Linked DNA regions of Oryctolagus cuniculus: region 2 is linked to region 1. The links are chromatin contacts, called in public Hi-C maps. All regions are on one chromosome and are shown on one strand. The core of a region is the stretch at or near the end of the contact, and the rest is flanking DNA. Distances in the headings are between cores, read along the strand shown. Region 1 holds the start of CPNE4 (copine 4). Region 2 overlaps CPNE4 (copine 4).

What was found. Hi-C and Micro-C count contacts between places; a contact is called where the count stands out from the background.
Region 2: a contact with region 1 is called in a Hi-C map of liver, with 6 times the contacts expected there. The contact joins the enhancer-like site here to the promoter of CPNE4 in region 1. A contact is called at or near these places in 3 of 6 Hi-C or Micro-C datasets (ear pinna, liver and an unstated tissue).

The regions. Positions count from the first base shown.
Region 1 is chr4:148,908,609-148,911,472 of mOryCun1.1, reverse strand. CPNE4 (copine 4) reads right to left here and starts at 1,286. Exons shown (of 16, transcript XM_051818460.2): 1 at 1,132-1,286. The coding sequence starts at 1,187.
Region 2 is chr4:149,159,555-149,162,658 of mOryCun1.1, reverse strand. All of the region lies in intron 2 of CPNE4 (copine 4), which reads right to left. Among named protein-coding and RNA genes, the nearest start is that of CPNE4, 250 kb to the right of the region's middle. Within about 2 kb of position 1,283, at least 1 of the 8 cell types and tissues checked has an H3K27ac peak or open chromatin away from gene starts, as enhancers often do.

The DNA.
Region 1 (2,864 bases), core at 37-2,536:
GCTCTCCTGAACTGCTGGAGTTGGGGTGTGGGGGATCGACACCTCATCCTCATACTGAGAGTGATGGCCAGGGGGATGGCTCTCCAAGGAGTGTTTTGGGTTCTCCTCCCAGGAACAAGAGGGCAGATGGTGGGTGTCAAGTAACTGAAAATGTGAAATCAGAAAACATTTCTTCCAGATTTTATGAAGAAGTAGTCTTGGAGATAAACGTGAAGTCTGAGTTGGAGTGAACTTGCAAAGATGGGAAGAAAAGGGCATTTCCTTGCACGTTGACTGTGGTCTTCTAGAATTCAAGTTCTGTGAAGGTAGATGATACTTCTGTCTCATTGTATTATTCATTATTATAACCCACATGCCTAGAAAAGTGCATCTGTCCCTTAACAAGTAGTCAACAAACATTTGTTAAATTTAACAGAAACCTTCTTTTCAATAAGCAAGAGAAGACGAATTCAGATGTGCCGAGCTTGTGCTATTTCCAGGCATCTGTTCAGCACTCTACATACCACCCCATTTAATTTTTACAGCAACCTGCACAAGTAAGTTTTATTCTGTCTACAATATGCATGGGTCTGGGGTGATTGGAATGACTAGACCAGGGAGCACAGTTACTACTGGGAGAGGAGGAAGTGTTAATTGAAGCAAGACAGGAAGCAGCAACCAAGAATGAATGAACACGTAGACATAGAGTAGAAGTTACAAAGTTCATAGAGAAAAACCCAGCACAGGTATGTCTGACCCCCTCCCCACCCCCAGTTCAAAGAAAAGATACACCAGCTGAACACAGTGCCACAACTTGTGACAAATATGGTTTCCTCTGCTAGCAGGCTCCAGCTCCCTAATTAGAAGCAAACAGTTGCCTGCAAGCCAGCATGCAGAACACACATGCAGCTTTATGCCAGAAACTTGGGATTTTTTCTCAAGGCATGAACTGAAGGTATATTCAGAAAGGCTCTTTGCAGGGCAGATAAGCAGAGTGTACTCCCACCTCTCATCTGAAATCAGCAGCTCCTCTGCTGATCATCACTGGCTAATAAGCTGTGTTCTCAATCACTGCCCCCACAGCAAGTTGCCCACTAGCCTGGGTCCCCTCGACAACCGAAAGACCAACATCTGCTTGTCTGTGCCACTCACCTCCTCCCACCTCTCCTTTTTGTGGGTTCCGAGCTGCTGCTGGGTTCCACAGCCATGGTCAAAATGCTTTAAAGCCAAGCCACAGAGGCACGGTGGCCCTGGTGTTCCCAAGCCGCAGAGGAGACTCCAGCCCAGGGTGGATTTGCTCGCCCAGTCCCTGTTTGATAATAGCTGGGGAGGCGTCCGTTCAGTGTCCTATGCCAATAGGAAAGGCATCTCACCCATCAGTGTGACGAGTCAAACGCTGGACTGGAGCCAGGGAACAAAAGGAAAGACATGTGGATTCTTACCAATGCAGTTGATACCATTTTTTAAGGGTAGCAGATGATGAAGGAGAAAAACAGGCAGAGACTCAGTGCCCTGCATCAAAAACCTTGGATCCTTCCCTGAATGAGTCAGGGTGAGCATTTTGTTTTGAAATTGAATCTCTGTTTTCCCTTTTTTCTTCTTTTGAGCTGAAGGATGGTTACATACTCAACTAGTCAAGGGGATTGCTGTAAATAACAGGATTTATTTTTGAGACTGTGGATCAAATAAGAACCTTGAATTCTCACCCCAGGGCTATTTATAGCTCAGAATGTGCTCTTTTTTCCTATTTCATGTGATTTTGAGAAGGGACTGATGTGTCCTCTCTGTTGTTCGTCTGTATGCCTAAGGCAGGTTGTATTACTGGAAAGCAGGAGAGGGCCCTCTAAGAAGCCCTGACTGGAAGCTCAGGGTGCAGGGGAAGCTGGCAGGCACAGTGCATGCTGATGTGGGACTTGCATCCTCCCTGCCTGTCCTTTCTATGGAGACTCTGCAGGACCCGCCCCCTGCCTGCAGCCCTCAGGAACAAGCTGTTACCAGGACACCCTCTACTTTTGTCCACCAATAGGTGGCATCACAATCTCTTTTCCTGCATTTTAACAACCATGGACAGAAGGCATTTTCTTTCAGAGATTTCACACTTTACCGTGGGTGATATTTGAAAGGCCACCAAATCAGCTCTGTATTAATGCAGAGCACATTAGCCTTTGGCTCAGGCATTCCTCTGAGCCTCAGTTTCCCCATTGTAAAAAGGAAGTGTTTGAACAGAACTCCCCTTCTCAGTTCTGCTTTCCAACTACAAACTCTTCCCAGCCACAGCATTCCTCCTGCCTGTGATAAAGCCATCAGGATGAAGGAACAGCAGGTGCAGCTGTCCCTCTGTTTCAGACTGCTATTCACCCAGCCTATATTAATTTCTGTCCTTTTTTTCATTTATTAAGGAAAAGCACAACTTTGTGGAGGTAACAATGCATCAGCCCCAAACCTACATTTTCCAGTCTTTCTAGCTGATGTGGTAGTCCTGTGACTAGGGTTCTGCACTGTTCAGTATGGTGGCCACATATATCTACTTAGCTTTAACTTTATTAAAATAGGGGTTGGCATTTGGTGCAGCAGTTGCAATACAACTTGGAATGCCTGCATCTCATATCAGTGTGCCAGATTCAAGTGCCAGCTCTATTTCTGATTCCAGTCTCTTGCTAATGTGCAGCCTGGGAGGCAGCAGCCAATTGCTCAAAGAGTATTGTCCCTATCACTTGCATAGGAGACCCAAACTGAGTTCTGAGCTCCTGGCTTCAGCTTTGCCCAGCCCAAGCTATTGTAGGTATTTGGGAAGTGAATCAGCAAATGGAATCAATCTCAATAATTCTCTCTCTTCTCTTCTCTTCTCTTCTCTCCCCTCCCCTCCCCTCCCCTCCCCTCTTCTC
Region 2 (3,104 bases), core at 34-2,533, 250 kb before region 1:
CACAGACTGACTTTTATATTTATCCAAACTTTACCATTACAATTATCCTGTAATGATCTCCCTTTGGAAACCACACACTGAAAATCCAGATCAATTTTGGAAGTTACTTTTATTTTTTTAAGGGAGACAGCTAACTTGAGTGTAAGGCCCTCAGTGGTAGAATGACTTTCAACTCAGATGCTCCAGCACAATTTTGCTGTGAAGGATTCTCACTTTATTCCTCTTGTTCAGTATCTTAGTAGGACTCAACATTGATAAAGGAGCACCGCATCTCATTAAGTACTTGCACAGAGTCCTCCCTTGTATTTTCCTCTAACTCCTGGGCTATGAAGGGCCCCTGCAGTTGAGTATGTCCTTTGTGTCCTATGAAAGCTTGCCTGGAATGAGAGCTTGGGGAATAAAATACAGCCACAGGGGAAAGCTGGCCCGGGGGAAAGGGTGTCTTTCTCAAGTCAACCACCAGAGGGGGCTTGTTTTCTCATTTCTACTAAGGCACCATCTGTGCTGGTGATAGCCTTGGCAGTACTATTATATACTATTCCTGTTTGTTGATTGCTTTATTTTGCAGATGGCAGCCCTGCTATTCAGAGAGGTAAAGTATCATATCCTCAGTGAAAATCTGCTAGTGAGTCAGAAATCTGCTAGTGTGTTTATAATCTAGGGCTCTTTCCATGATCACTGAGAGATACTCTTCCTTTCACTGTGAGATGATCCCTAGCCTGTAGAGCAAGGGCTGGGGCCAGAATTCCAGAGTGCAATCAGCAAAGCACAGAGCAGTATTGAGATGATTTCTTCCACAGTAAGCCATTCTGGAATCATCTTCAACTTCATTAACTACTTCAAGGGGTTGGTTTGGTCACTACTGACCTCCCCTTTTTAAGTAAAGTTGCTATTAAATTAATCCCTATCTTGGATGAAGTCAGATGCCGTGACTCCTGAACCTCAATTATAGACACATCCATTGATTCTGGCCCTGTTCCCTCAAGTCAGAAGCACACAATCATACTGCATCTTTCCACAAAGATGGCATGTTTTTATGTCATGTCTGCAGTCTTTGGAGGAAATGATGAAGGTTGGAGGAAGGCTGCAAATGAACACATTTTCCCTAAGTCCATTCAGACTAGAAGTCGTGATCACAAGGTCTGCCCCTTCCTTTCTGGCTGAACCAGACCCTCCATCATTAAAGGATTTAACCTCATTTGCTGCTCTCTAGGGAGAATGCATTCAACCACAAGCTTCCCAAGGCGCTTCCCTTCCTGGTACAAAAAGCTGAAAATGTCATCACATTTGCAAATGAACAGAAACCTCCCACTCCAAGAGTGTCAGTGCTGCTGGGGCTTGCTGAAGCAGCCTGCAGGAGCCTTCCTCTCACTGCCATGGCTTTGTTGTTAGCATAATACACACATATCCTTTTCATCTGATAATGTTGGGCCACTTTAACTTTCACTGCAAAGGCAACAATGCTTAGCATCCAACTCAGCCCAAAAGTGCTCTCAGTTTTTGGGAAAAGGTAGAATGCCTCCTATTCCCTCCTGATGGCTGAGTCACCTGCAACCTCCAGCCATGTCCTTACTTCCACTTCACCCATGGTGTACACTGAAACTCTGCAGTCACAGTGGCTTTGGTATTCTTATGCTTGGGAACTTAATTCTGAACTCTGGATGGAAATGTGGCCCCATCAGCCCATCTTTCTTGACATTCTCATTTGTCAAAGAGAGATGGGCTGAAAGCAATTTCATATCTCTTGTGATTTGCAGGGATCTATTGTGTCTGGTTAACTATTTCCTCAGGGAAGGTCTCCAAAGTCTGGCAAGATGAGACTTCTTGATAAGGCACCACAGGCTATGCCAACTCATGGAGGACCAGCCCATAGTTTCTTGAGCATGAAAGAATCATGATGGCAACTGGCTTCATGCCATCAGAAATCCAGACTGACTGGTTCATCCTATTACAGAGATGTCCTGCAGAATGTAGCCAAAGGTGATCACCAGAGATTCCATTAGAAGGTTTCCACTTGGATTATGCTACAAGCTTGCCAGACGTGAATCCTAGAGTGGTCTGATACTCAAGGCAGCTGTTAGATTTCTTTGTCCTACTTTGCAGGTGCCAGGAACATGGGAATGAGGGACTCTAGCTAAAACTTTTTTTAATAAAATTTCATTTTTTTAGAAACTTAAGGCAGCACCCAAGAATGATACATTTTGTGAACACTTAGACATAACTATAATTTATGAGACATAAGAACATCCTCCACTTAATACATTAAAAGAAAGTAAGTCCTTGAGAACAAGTTTTACCATTAATTACGGAAGCACCTAAGAAAATAAGCAATGGAGTTGGACACTTAGGCATAATTAAAACTCCCTCCACTTAATACACTAAAATAAATAAATCTTTGAGAATAAGTTTTACTGTTAACTCTCATAATACAACTCTTTGTGGACATAGGTCCTACATGGGAAGTTATTGCACAGTGATCTCTGTTGTTAATTTAACAATTAGCACCCCTTTGTATGACATCAATGATCTCCTGAGGCTCTTGACATCAGCTGCCTAGGCTATGGAGGCCTTTGGATCCACAAACATTGTTAGTATCCATACAAGGTCATAAGTAAAGTTCTCTCCTCCCTTCAGAGAAAAGTACCTCTTTCTTTGATGAGCATTTCTTTCCACTGGGGTCTTACCCACCAATGTCCTTTTTTGCCACAGTGTCTTGGCTTTCCATGCCTGAAATATCTAGCCAGAACTTTGCTGATGCTTCAGAGTGGACAGATACAGGGTTGGGTTAACTGTTATATCCATCTAGGAATGGCAAGCTGGTTGGTCGTTGTTTACTAATGCTAAAGCACATGTTTTGAGATAGATCCATTGTCCTGTTCAGACATAGCACATCAATGCCTTTCTCATCAAGACTCACTGAGCCGCACAGAAGCTGATTTACAAGTGCACTCCATGAAACTGCCAACAACATCAGTCAGCTGAAGCTGCCATAACAAAATACTGGTTTAAACAACAAGAATGTATTTTCCTACAATCTGGAGGCTGGTAAGTCCAAGGTCAAGGTGCTATCCAGTTTTGTTTTCCTGGCAATGGTTCTCTTCCTG